3 separate regions of the Sus scrofa genome follow, and regions 1 and 3 are each linked to region 2. A link is a contact called in public Hi-C and HiChIP or PLAC-seq data. All regions are on one chromosome and are shown on one strand. Each heading gives the region's core, a stretch centred on a gene start, on an enhancer-like site or on the middle of the called end of the contact. The rest is flanking DNA. Distances are from core to core; before and after follow the strand shown.

What was found. Hi-C and Micro-C count contacts between places; a contact is called where the count stands out from the background. HiChIP or PLAC-seq counts read pairs in DNA pulled down with a chosen protein or histone mark.
Region 1: a contact with region 2 is called in an H3K27ac HiChIP or PLAC-seq map of alveolar macrophages. The contact joins the promoter of MARVELD1 here to the promoter of ARHGAP19 in region 2. A contact is called at or near these places in 2 of 2 datasets of contacts at active chromatin or transcription factors (alveolar macrophages and skeletal muscle).
Region 3: a Hi-C map of heart right ventricle shows a contact between it and region 2, with 2.5 times the contacts expected there. The contact joins the promoter of PI4K2A here to the promoter of ARHGAP19 in region 2. A contact is called at or near these places in 1 of 5 promoter capture datasets (liver), 1 of 47 Hi-C or Micro-C datasets (heart right ventricle) and 1 of 2 datasets of contacts at active chromatin or transcription factors (alveolar macrophages).

The regions. Positions count from the first base shown.
Region 1 is chr14:109,067,155-109,071,560 of Sscrofa11.1, reverse strand. MARVELD1 (a long non-coding RNA gene) reads right to left here and starts at 2,367. Exons shown (of 3, transcript XR_002338495.1): 1 at 100-2,367.
Region 2 is chr14:108,737,464-108,741,801 of Sscrofa11.1, reverse strand. It overlaps ARHGAP19 (a long non-coding RNA gene), which reads left to right and starts at 2,704. Exons shown (of 11, transcript XR_002338335.1): 1 at 2,704-3,009. FRAT1 (proto-oncogene FRAT1) reads right to left here and starts at 2,563. Exons shown (of 1, transcript XM_021072328.1): 1 at 1-2,563. The coding sequence starts at 2,261. The coding sequence ends at 1,422.
Region 3 is chr14:109,006,198-109,010,619 of Sscrofa11.1, reverse strand. It overlaps PI4K2A (phosphatidylinositol 4-kinase type 2-alpha), which reads right to left and starts at 2,477. Exons shown (of 9, transcript XM_001929034.6): 1 at 1,908-2,477. The coding sequence starts at 2,342.

The DNA of each region.
Region 1 (4,406 bases), core at 1,118-3,617, 330 kb before region 2:
CTGTGCCATGATGGGAACTCCTGGTTTTTTTGGTTGTTGTTTTTTGTTTGTTTAAGTCAAAGGGCAATGATCCCTCTAGAAAGCCAAGGTGCATCTTACCTTATCAGGCTGGGCCAGCTGTTCACTCCAGATCCAGAGTTTTCTTCTCTCTTTGATGTGACTCACTCCTGCCAGCTGCTCATGGTCAATGCTAGCATCTCTTACAGGTGATGTTCCTTTTGACTGGAACACCATCTGGAGAACTTGGCTTCATTTCCCAGATAATGTAAAGAAAGGTTCAAATCCACAGTTCCCAGGCTCTCACTGGTCTGGAGAGCAGCTATCTTCTCTTTCACAGAGGGGTTGTGGGGCTCCCTCTGCTAAGGGAACTCCCTGGGGAAAAGGAGTGCCCCCCATCTTCAAACAGACCGCAGCCAAAGGGTTGGGCCCCTTGGTGTCAAAGGAGAGCCCAGACAAAACAGAGCTGCTTGGAACCTTAAAGTGGGAAAAACTGGTCCTGGTCCAGATCCAGAGGTGAGTAACACTGGAAACTAAATTACTTGGGCTTCTTTTAGAGCAGGACTTCACAGAGCCTTTGCTATGCTAATGAGCATTGTGACTCTCCCAGAGGAGGAGAAAGCACCTTGACAAACCCTTTTGGCCTTGAAAATCTCTATTAGAGGGTAGCTCCCAAACCCGGATTCCTGGCAACAGCCACTGCTTTAAAGTAAACAGTGCTAGACTAGGAGTCCAAAGACGGGCTTCTAATCTTTTTTTTCTGGCAGCTCCCAAGAGCAATCTCTGAGTCTCCATCTATAAAAAGAAGGGGTGGGGCTCGCCTAACATTCATAGACGGTGGTGTGAGATCCCTAAAGGAAAAAGATATTGGCAAGTGGGGATGGAGCGGAAGCCTGTGAGAGGAAGGCCGGGAAGATGAGGCCAGAAATGCCAGTGGGCATTAGGACCTGGCCTCCGTGAACCCCGAGGACAAAGGCAGAACAGGCAAAGGAGAAAGAAGCCTCCAAAGGTGCAAGAATACATCCCTCGAGGCCCTTCCTATCCATCCTCACCTTTGCAGACGGGCCTCACCCCAAGACCTCAAAGCACAGAGGGATGGGCCTGGAAGGACTGCGCAGGATGCCCGCACGAGCCCAAGCTAAAACCACACCCGTCGCTCATCCCGGGACCAGTGGAGGCTCGTCCCCCGCTCCGCCTGCGGCGGCATGCCTGACTTTTTCAGCACGCGAGGTTGGAAGAGAGGCCAAAGCAAGGGGGTGCTCTTCTGAACGCGGGGCGGGAGGGAGGGGACCGTGGCGCCGCCAGTAGACTGGTTCCAATTTGGGAGCCACCCCCGGATCTACGCGGCTTCTGTCCACGTCTAGCTCTCGGCCGGGAAAGGGAAAAGGAACCGCGAGTCTTCGCCTCGGGGCGGCCCATCTGAGTGTGTGCGTCAGCCCCTCGGATGCAGCCCTGCCCCCGTCCCGGGAGACAACAAATCCCGCGTAGCTGACACGGATTCTGGGCGGCGGCGCTGCCGTCGGGCGGGATCTGCGATCAGGGCGCTGGGACGCGGGCGGCGGCGGGAATGAGGGGCGAGGGGAGGGTGCCGGGGCGCACGGGCGCGGGGCGGCGGCGGCGGGAAGGACGGGTCCACCGCCCCGCGGCGCGGCGGCCTCAAGCCACCTCCTGCTCGCCTTGGTAGTGGCGGCAGCAGCCATAGAGCGCCGAGAGCAGGTAGAGGCCGAGGCAGAGGCCGCCGCAGACCGCGGCCGCCAGGAAGGCGTGGTAGGCGCAGGACATCTGGTAATCCTTGAGGTTGCAGTAACTGTGGCTCTGCGTCTGGCTGATCATGATGCCCGTCGCGGCTCCGTAGAGCGCGGCCGCCAGCAGGTCGTGCGCCACGTTGACCACCAGCCAGCGCGAGCCGAGCACAGGCACCAGCTCGTGCTTGCCCAGCAGCGTGAGGAAGTAGAGGCCCAGGGTCAGCAGCCAGAAGAGCACCGACACGAAGAGCGCGAAATGCACCGGGCCCTGGTACCTGCTCGTGGCGATGGTGATCCAGAAGGCGGCGCCGGCCAGCAGCTGCAGCAGCCGCAGTACGCCCAGCGGGCCGCGCAGGAAGGCCCGCTGCAGGCTCACCGCGCCGCGGGCCGTGCGCGCCTGGGGCGGCGGCTGGCGCGGGGGCGGTGGAAGCATGGCCCCCGGGCGCGGTGGCGGCGGCGGCGGCGCCCCGAGCAGCGGAATGGCGACGTCTGGCTCGCGGGGGCAGCCCGGCCGACGTGCCCCTGCGCCCGCCCGGCCTCCTCGCTCCCCTCCGAGTCCTCCTCTCTTCCTCTGCCCTTCTCCCCACCCTTCCTCCCCGCAGCTCTCCTCTCTCTCTCTCTCTCAACTCCTCCTGCCCGCCCTCTCCCTTCCCCTCCTCCGTCTCCACCCCCACTCGCTCCTCCCGGCTTCCTGCCTTCTCTCTTTGGGCCTCGTCCCCACCCTGGTGCCCCCCTTTCCCGTTGGCGCCAAACTCCCATCTCGGATTCCTTCCTCCGCGGGGCAGGGCGGAGGGCACCCGCAGCCCCAGACGGCCGAGGGCCTTCCGCTCGGTCCGACTGGGCCAAGGTCGCCACATCTGCCCACGCTGCCGGCTCTGCCTCCCTGGCTCCGGTCCAGCCTCAGGGCGGAGAGCAGTCTTCTGGAGCTAGGAGAGGCCCCCCAGCCTTAAGCCCTTTTTTTCCCCACTGTCTCCTGCCCTGGGGCTCACTGGTGCCTCCTGGCCCTGCCGGGGCGCTGGAGGAAAGCAGTGCTTGCCTGAGCCCACATCTCTTCTCACCTGAACACTCGGAATATCCTCTCCTGCTAGTGCCCGCCTCAAACTTCTGTCCGAAGCGGGGCTCAGACTTTGACTCAGCCATGCCAGCTCCTCTGTCAGAGAAAAGGGCCATCTCCCTTTTGAGGCCCCACTGCCCCTCCCTCACCACAAAGGAAAGTCCTGTCCATCAATCCAACCTCTTTTCTGAACTTCCTAGCCATGGAGTATATTAAAACTAGGCTTCCCCGGAGTTCCTGTTGTGGCTCAATGGTAATGAATCTGACTAGTATCCATGAGGATGTGGGTTCCATCCCTGGCCTCGCTCCGTGGGTTAAGGATCTGGCTTTGCAGTGAGCTGTGTTGTAGGTCGCAGATGGGGTTCAGATTCCAGCTGCTGTGGATGTAGGCCAGCAGCTGCAGCTCCAATTGCACCCCTAGCCTAGAAAATTCCATATGCCACAGGTGCAGCCTGAAGGAAAACAAAAGGCTTCCCAGCATGACCAAGACATAAGCCCAGGTCTAAGAGACAGCAAAGCCCATGAACTTAACTACGAGGCAAAACGGCCTATAATGGAGCCTAGAAATGCTTTACATTATTATTATGACTGTGCTTGGCAGGAATTCTCATATAAGCCTCTACAACCCAGGAGATATATACAATTATTTTCCTCATCTTACGGGGGAGGACAACGAGACCTAGAGAGGTTAAAACCACTGGTTTCTTCCCTCCCCTTCCAATCCAACCCTTGGGCTCTGAGGCATCTTTCCGAAACACTGACCTCGTTGTATATACACGGGTTCCCCTACTATTTCTTTCTTCTCTGGGTGTGTTTTGCAACCTGGCCCCCACTGACTTCCAGTTTCTTCCACTTCCTTTTGTTATTCATGCTCACACCCAGCATGCCAACCCCACCAGACTCTTAAGTTTCCCAAAGAGGCTCAGAATGTGCTTCCTTCCCAGACCCCACTTGGCTGGCAAACTCCTATGTATTCTTCAATGCCCGTTTTAAATGCTCCTCCCTTTGGGTTAGCCTCCCCGGCTGCCCATTGCTGCCTCTTCTAGGCACCCCCCTCCAACTCTGGAGGATCCCCTGCTGGAATTCTGAGTCAGCTACATGGCAACCATTGGTCATCACCTCTTAGCATCTTTGCCCGTGCCTGGCACATAGGAGACTCGGTAAATGTCTATGGAGTGGATGACTGGGTGGCTGCAGAATAGCATGGAAGTGAGAGGATCCCTGCATGCATCAGACCCCAGCTTATCCTACATGCAGAGCTAGTCCCTCGTCTCCTGGGCATGGGATGAGGCCACTGGCTCCTGGCTCCCTTTGGGGGAGAAAAGCTATGTGGCTTCTCAGGGAGCCAATCAATGCCTTTCACGGCCAGCTCAGCCCACCCACAGGTACCTGAGAAATGTGTGTTTTGGTTTTTTTCCTTTCACCCACACCTGTAAGGAAGTTCCAGGCCAGGGACTGAATCCCAGCTGTAGCTGCAACCTATGCTACAGGTTCCTTAACCCACTGCAACAGGCCAGGGATCCTTAACCCACTGCACCAGGCCAGGGATCAAACCAGCAACACCAGAGACAAGCTGGATGATTAACCCACTGCACCACAGCAGGAACTCC
Region 2 (4,338 bases), core at 1,455-3,954:
TGAATCTTAAACTAAAACACCAACAATATGGTCTTGGACCCTTCAGACTGAGGGAACAGTTATGTCCCAAGCACTTCCCCAGGTTCACAATGGCAAAGCCCGCAGCTTCTCCATTTGGAGGGTCACATTTTCTACTCGGTTTCCTTCGCTTACAAAGGCGAGCTGGCATGGCTGGGGGAGGGGCAGAGGAGGAAATCAACTCCATCTACCCAGGGAATTGCAGCTGTTATTGCAAACGGCCCCGAGAGCCCATTATAAGCTGCTGCGCTAGGCTGTGTGTCCCTGGAGTGCCCCGTCACGTGGCGTCTCCCCAGCCTCCAGCCTGGGCCCCCAGGAGCGCCAGCGCCACCAGCTTGAGTAGTACAGCAAGGCCGAGGGGAAGAGGAGGTACCCGAGGCCCTGTCTCCGGGCAGTTTCCGTGATAACTCGGGGCGCGGCCGCCCGCCGGAGGCACCAGAGCCCAGCGCGTCGCCGACTCCCTACACACGCGGTGGCAGCGGGTACGCGTGTCCTCAGGAGACTTCAGCACTTGCAAAACACCGCGCTCTACCCCGAGTACAGGCGGAACCAGGCAACTCTCTGCCCTGCTGGAGCCCCGCAATCTCACGTGCGCCCAGGAAACAGTGACCTTGAACCCAAGGAGGGGCGGTCGGGCTGCGAAAATACACTTTTGAGAGGACTGAGGGTTCACTCCGCGCCTCGCCCTCCCTTTTCCCCAGCACCGCTCGCCCCCACTTCACCTCAGCATCCCGGACGCAACCCCCTTTCCCCACCGCTCTGAGAACCGCTGCCGCTGCTAAGTGGGGGCGGAGAAAAGGTTACTCCTATTCAATTTCCGAAAGGGTCCTTTTCCCGGTGCCGCGTGTTTTAGATTAGGAACCAGCACCCCAAAACACACGAGATGAGTTTTAAGTGTCGTAAATGTTCAAGTCTGGCAGTTTGAGGTACTCTGAAATTATCTACTCGTGTTCCCCTTCCCCAAAGTGGATCAGGAACCAGCCCTAGAAAGGTAAATCAAGGAACTGAGGTCATCCCCCTTCGTTCAGGTGCTCGGCGACCCTGAGAATCGTGGGCTGTGGCGACATGGTCGCTGGGCCAGAGGACCCCGAGAGGCTGCGTGGAACTGCACGCCGTGCCACCAGGACTGGTCACGCCATATAAGGAGTCCTATTGACTGTGAGCTTGGAGTGGGCTCTGTAAATTGCCTTAAGTTGGACCAACTAAATCCTACTTTTCAACCATATCTGGCCCTTCGACCTCAGTTCCCCGCGAAAATATTCGCTATTTTTCGATTCCTCGTCTTCACGAGTTATCTCCCCGCTTTCAAAAGCGCGAGTTCGCCAGTCAGAGTAGGGATGCAGCCCTCAGGGGAACCCCTTGCCCTCCAGGCAAAGGCTGGCGCTGAGGCCACACCCGGGCTGTTAGCTGCCGGGGACTAGAACGCCGTCGCCAGTTCTGAGCTGTGTCCTCCTCCCGGACGCGCCAGGGTCGCTGCAGGCCGCGCGAGGGCTGCGGGGCGAAGGGGGCTCATGCACCGGGGCCGACAGAGGGCCAAGGAGCGGGCGTTGGGGAAGCTTTGCGTGTAACTGCAGCCGTCGCGAATGAAGCCTCCGCACCGCCTCCTTGATGAGATTCCCCGAGAGTACGAGCTGCTGCAGAAGCCGGTGCGGGTCATCATCGCCGGTGCGAGCTTGAGGCTGGGGCCCACGTCGCTGCTGCAGGCGGCGGGAGGCGGCGGCACCCCGCAGCCATCCTCGCCGGCGTGGGCCCGACAGCGGCTGCGGGGCACCCCGCTTGACCGCTCCTGAGGGTCCATCAAGGCTAAGCTGAGTGGGCAATGGGGACAGAGCGCTGGGGCCTGTGGCAAGCTCGGCCACAAAGTAGGGAGCAGTCCGGCCCCGCACGCGGCCGCGATCCCCGAGGGGGCAGCGCAGGGCCCCCGGGGGCGCCGGGCCCCCAGCCTCCGCCGACCCGGGCGGCAGAAGCGGCGGCAGAGCTGTGGCCAGGGCCTTCTCCGCTCTCACGGCTGCCAGGGGCCGCGGGGGCTGCAGCGGCGGTCCCGGGGGAGCGCCCGGGGAGGCAGGGCGGTCCTGTGCGGCGTCCAGCTGCAGCGTCTCGCCGATCTGGGCCACCAGCCGGTCCACCTCGCCCGAGCCGCCCAGCGTCACCGACTGTTCCAGTAGGAGGACGCTGTCCTCCTCCTCCTCCTCCTCCTCCTCTTCCTCGCCGGCTTCCTCTTCCTCCTCTCTCCGGCACGGCATGGTCCCCCGCGCGGGCACCCGGAGCTCTGCCGGCGTCGCTGGGGATTCGACTGCCAGTAGGGTTCGGTGGGCCGCGGCAGCGAGGGGAGCAGTGCTGCGATCGGAGCCGGGGCTGGGGAAGACGCTGAAGCTGGAGCCCGCTGGGTACTCTCGCCGCGCGCCTGCAGCCGCGGGAGCCGGAATCCTACCGGCTCCGGTTGATTTGTAAACAATGGGTGACGTAGCCGCCGGGCTCTACCACCGAGCAGCTGCGGGGGTGCGCCGTGCCAGTTGGGGGCGGAGCGCCCACTGGGCAGGGGCACAGGGGAAGCCTTGGTACCCCTGAGCTCCACAGCCCTGAATTCTGCCTGCGGCGGGCACTGGGGAGCAGGTCTTCGCTCTCTTAACCGGACGTGATTGGCATTGCCAGAAGATGGACACCAGCGTGGACTCCGTTGGTTTCTTCCACACACACTAGCACTAGCACATACACTTACACCCACACACCTACACACTTCTCTAGGCTCGTCGACTCTTCCAGTTTTGGCATTTGCGCCTTTGAGGTCCGAGATGCCAGCGTTTGGGAAGTGATGGCGAGGCAAGTGAGGCGAGTGGTGGCCAGGAGAGGCGTCAGGTTAGAGATCTGTCTGGAGATGAGGGAAAAGAGGCTGACGGAGAGGTCGAAGGACCCTGTGATACGATGGCGGTGGCGGATTGGGAATTGGCAGAGAAAGCCCCGTGATTCATGCTTTTTCCATCGGGAGCATGGGTATGTGGGGACCTGAACTGGAGCTGTCATTACTGAAGAGGAGGTTGCTCGTCTTGGGAGAAGCTGTGGGCTAGAAAGTTCTTTTAAGAAGAATGCCTCAGCCCAGTAGGGGAGTCTCCTTTCTGAGGGGGAGTAGGAGAGGAAACGGTCAGTTCTTTGGATGGAAATAGAGGTTACGGCCACCGTAACCCTTCAAGGTACCGTGGTTGGCTTAATGAGTAACCAAGATTTCATTTTTTAAAAGAAAGAGGGGTGGAAAATGATCCTTTACCGTCGTATTGCCTGGAGGTTTATGCAAAATCCCAAGTCCCTCAAGCCTAACTTGCACATTACACTTACATGTAGACCATTGGTGGACCAGCCTTTTACAGGAGAGGGATAGTGTCAAGGTGATGGAAATATTCTAAAACTGTGATGGTTGCACAACTTGGTAAATTTATTAAAAATTAAAATGAGGGAATTTTATGATGTAAGTTATATGTTAATAAAGCTGTTTTAACAGTTAGCCACAGGAATTCCCTTGTAGTGCAGTGGGGTAAGGATCCAGCCTCGTCACTGAAGCCACTTGGGTCACTGCTGTGGAACCAGTTAGATCCCTGGCTCCTGGGAACTTAGCCAGGGAATTTACGCATGCCTATTGCCAATTGTGGCCAAAAAAACAACAGAGCAAAACTATTAGCCAGAAAACACTGCACACACAAACACAGAAACCAGGCAGTAGAGAGCTACTTTAAAATATGGAGCAGGAAGAGTTCTCCTTGTGGTTCAGCAGGTTAAGAACCTGACTAATATCCTTGAGGATGTGGGTTTGATCCCTGCCTCACTCAGTGGGTTAAGAATCCTGTCTTGCTGCAGGCTGCTTTGTAGGCAGTAGGTGCCACTGGGATCCAAGTTGCTGTGACTGTGGTGTAGGCCAGCAGCTGCAGCTCCTATTCAACCCCTAGGCCCCCTAGCTTGAGAACTTCCATAAGCCCAGGTGTGGCCTTAAAAATAAAAAAATAAAAAAAAATATGGAGCAGGAGAGTAACATGATTTAGTAAGAGACTGGAGCCTAGAGATCCAGATAAATAGAAATAAGGGTCTTGTTGATCAGTTCCAAGCTGATATATGAGCAAGCTTTTAGAGAAGGATGGGATAGCGGGAAATTGTTAAAATGGATGTCTTATTTTATTCTAATTGCTCTGGTTAAAGCCTCTAGAACAACACCGAATAGCAGTGGTGAGGGCAGACATTCTTGTCTTTTTCCTGATCTTTTTGTTTGTTTGTTTGTTTTGTTGTTGTTGTCTTTTTGCCTTTTCTAGGGCCGTACCCGCAGCATATGGAGCTTCC
Region 3 (4,422 bases), core at 1,228-3,727, 270 kb before region 2:
AACAGGATGGTTAAATTAATAGGTTTTGTCCGGCCATATGTGTTTTGATTTCCCCTCTAAGAAAGGGCAGTGGCCAGGAAATTTGAGAGACTAAGATCTTGCAATTACCAAGAAGCATATCCATAGTCTGCCATTCTCTGTGGCTATGGACCAATGTAGTGGTACTTTACCTGCCAGATAGAATTGAGAGATCACGTTACACCCACATGTCAGAGCACCAGATCACTTCTTAGCTCACCTGACCCACTTTCCAGTGGCGCTGTAACAGTGTCACAACAGAAAAATGAAAACCTTCCTCCTACTTCTGTACCTAACAATCTCAGTCCCTTCTTACATCAGCCAACAAGCTAACAACAACAAAATAAAATAAAAACCACTCATATCTTAGATCTCATTCTGGTTACCAAATTAAAAAGACAAAAACATCTTGCATTAAACTTCAGGGCAAGGAGTTAAGGATCTGGTGTAGCTCAGGTTCAATCCCTGGCCCAGGAACTTCCTCATGCTGCTGGGGGTGCAGCCAAAAAAACAAAACAAAAAAAAAACAAACCCCAAATCAAAAGAAAACAAAACAAAAAACACCTCAGGACACCCACCTTTCTTTCTTTCTAGAAGTGACAGTTCCCCTTTGAGCTTTCAATTTAACTCACTGCTCTCTCATTTAAGGGACTTGGAAAGATTTTACTCTCAAAGCTTTCCCCCATCTCAGTTTATGTTAATTGAGTTGAGAGCAGATTTGCTCTCTGGTTCTTGATGGTAATTCAGGGGCAACATCTGGGAGAATAATCGGACCCTTCAATGAACCTAACCAAGAGCTGCAAAGTGACCATCCATCCTGGCCACTCAGCACCACCCATCTGACACACAGGGGAAATTTAAGAGAGCTCTGATACCCACCCTTCTAATAACTATAACAATAATATATTTTTCCAATAAACCATACTGGTCCAGCCGAGAACTTTAACAGGGAAGACTTGATATTTTTTTGACTCACTGATATTCCAAAGATACCTCTAGTTTGATCTAAATGCCTTAAATTCTTCTGCAATTATCAAAAGTATAAAAGTCACTTGTCAGCTGCCCTGATCGCTTCATGCCCCATTCCTTCCCATCCCCAACCTCCTTTAAATACATGCCAGTGATAAAACAGAGGTCAGCCAAACACTTCGCCTTCCTGAAAAAAGCAAACTTCTGAGTGTCCTAGGTAAAAAGTGAAGGTTAAAAGGTAGTTGATAGTCCCATGTTTCTCAAACTTCACATTCTAAACTGAGGAACCATAAAAGAGGATTTGAACAATTTCACAGAAGTGAGCAATGATCAGTACATATGAAACTGGTGAATCCACCCACTCTATCACCAACGTCTGCCAATAAGAGACCTGGGACGGTAGCAGGAGACATCTCCACAGCACAGAAAGATGGAAAAGAACCCTCAGAGCCCCTTATGGGTCACCCATTCTCCTCAATGCACAGCGACAACACTGGTTCTGTCCATAAAGAGAGAACGGGCTTAAATTTGTTAAGTCAGTGGACAAATAGCAGTCTCTATAGTTTAAAGCTCAGGAACCTAGTAGAAAGCAGCATTTCCCCGCGTTTCTGTCCAGAGGCCGATTGCCCCACCACACTGCCGGGCCCTTCGCCTGTATCTGGTCAATTTCCTCTTTTCATTTTCCGCTCCCTCCTCCCCTACCAAATAAGTTCTGATTTATTTCTTCATTCCGCAGAGCTTCTCCATCTCCAGTCCTCAATGGCACTCCAAAATCCTGCCAAGAGGCTCGGCACTATGAAGTTTATCCCTTTTGCAGCCTTTCAGCCCCCCTTCTCCCTATGGCTGTGCGAAGCCTCAAACTCGCCCGGCAGGCCCACCCTCCCCGAAGCCCGCGGCCTCGGTCCCCAGCCCGCTCTCACCCCCTGAGGGTCTTTGACGAAGTAGCTTCCGCTGGAGCCCTGGTAGATGCGCTCGGGGAAGATGCAGCGTTCTATGGCTAGCTCGGCCTGCCGCACCACCGCCTCGAACTCGGGGTCCTCCGGGAACTCGTTCCGCTCGCGGTGGGCCTGCGCGGCATGAGCCGCCGCCGCGGCCTGGGCGGCCAGGGCTTGGGCCTGTGCCGCCACGGTTTGGGTTTGACACTGGGCCGCCGCGCCCCGGGCCCGATCCAGCAGTGGCTGTCTTTCCCGGTCGTGGCCTGGTGAGCCCGGCGGAGAGGGGGCTGGGCCGGCCGCCGACGCCACGCGGACCGCGCCCCCCGGCACCTGCGGAAAGTGAGCGCCCGAGCTGGACGGGAAGGTGTAGTCCGGAGGTTGGGCCCGCTCGGGGGACACTAGTGGGCTCGTCTCGTCCATCCCTCAGGCCGCGGGCTCCGGGACCCGGTGCGCTCCACACAGCTGAGCTCCGGCCCGGACCAATCCGCGACACCCCCCAACCCGCGCCTGGCCAACCAGATTACGGTGCTTCTTGGCCCCGCCCCCACCCTCCCTGTTTACTTGGCGACGAGTAGGCACGACCCCTCGCGCGCAAACAGCAACCAATCAGAACCAGCGCCTACGCAATCGCGGCCTCCGCAGTTTTCGCCCGTCACCTTCTGTGAAGATTGCGCATGCTCCAAGAGTCAGCGGCGGGTCAGACACGCCCTCTGCTTTTTCGATCCTACTCTGCACTTAACTTCCGATTGCCTGCGCCTGTTTGGGAACCTTCAATAAAGCCGCCTACCTCATCAGTCAGTCTACTTGAGTGCCTATTATGAACGAGCTGAGAGACTGGAGAACTCTTGATCTGGAGTCGTTGCATCGTGCACTCATTCATTAAATATGTATTGAGCACCTCCTGTTTGCTGGAGAGACAGAAGAGAAGCAAAGAAACAAAAATTTCTACCTAAATAAAAAGTTTTTTTTTTTTTTTTAACTCTAGTCTTCATGTAGCTTACACACTGCCTGACCCAATGCTTAGAGCATATTTTTTTGGTTTTTTTCCTTTTTGTACTTTGAAGGCTGCCCCCGCAGCATATGGAGGTTCCCAGGCTAGGGATCCAATCGGAGCTGTAGCCGATGGCCTACGCCATAGCCGCAGAAACGCCAGATCCGAGCAGCGTCTGCGACCTACACCACAGCTCACCACAGCGCGGGATTCTTAACCCACTGATGGAGGCCAGATATCGAACCCGCGCGTCCTCATGAATGCTAGTCGGGTTCGTTGACCGCTGAGCCACCGTGGGAACTCCTAGAGCATATTTGTTAATTGAAGAAAGGTATGGTCCCATGAGACTAAAAAATTCCAGGAGTTCCTGTCGTGGCGCAGTGGTTAATGAATTCGACTAGGAACCATGAGGTTGCAGGTTCGATCCCTGGCCTTGCTCAGTGGGTTAAGGATCTGGCATTGTCATGAGGTGTGGTGTAGGTCGAAGACGCGGCTCGGATCCCTCATTGCTGTGGCTCTGGCGTAGGCCGGTGGCTACAGCTCCAATTAGACCCCTAGACTGGGAACCTCCATATGCTGCAGGAGCGGCCCTAGAAAAGGCAAAAAGAAAAAAAAAAAGAGTCCATGACCTTTTTTTCATCACTGTAAAACCTCAGTGTCTAAATGTACAGTGGGTGCTCAGTACATTTTTGTTAGTGGAAAAGAGGACCATGTAGTCCCTGCCCACAAGCTGAAGACACACAGCTCTCTGAGGCCTAGAAGAAAAAGAGCCGATATTGAGAGCTGGAAACTCCATATTAAAAGTTCAGTGACTTGGAGGTTGGTTGGAGAGTCAGCGAGGGCCTCAAGTTCAGCGTGTGCTGTGAGTTGTCTTAAAGGAGGAATGTAATTAGGTCACTGGAGGGCACAGTTACCCATGAAAAATTAGTCAGTATTCAATCTAAGAAAGAAATGGAATATTTTATTCAAAACAAACCTGAGGATTATAACGTGGGGGACAGTCTCTCAGAGAGGTCTGAGAACTGTCCTGAAGAGGTGAGGGGAGGTCAGTATATATGTGATTTTGAGGAATAGGTACTACAATCAAGCATACATCTTGGTAGAAGGTTATTGCTATTCACAAGCAACAGATACCTAGTTAACAGTTTTAGTGCTTTTCTAAGTATGGGAAGATGCAAAAAACAGGTTCCTAAAATTTCTCCTGGAAATATCTAACTAAGGGCTGTGAGTTTTCTCAGAGCACAAAGTGCCTCATCCTGATCTTCACCCTGAATTCCTTTCAATGTACTGTAGGCCAATAACTTGCAGTGGCTGATGACTTGATGCTTGTAGAACTGGATATGAGCAACATTCTTTGCTTTACAATCCCTGCTTTTTGGTCTTAATTTCAGCTAAAGTTTGAGAGGCATTTCGTGACTAATTTGCCTCATGGCACCAGGTTGGGTGAGGACTTCACTAACAGACCATTCAATCTGCTATTACTGTAGGTAATCAGCCAAGACCTACTGT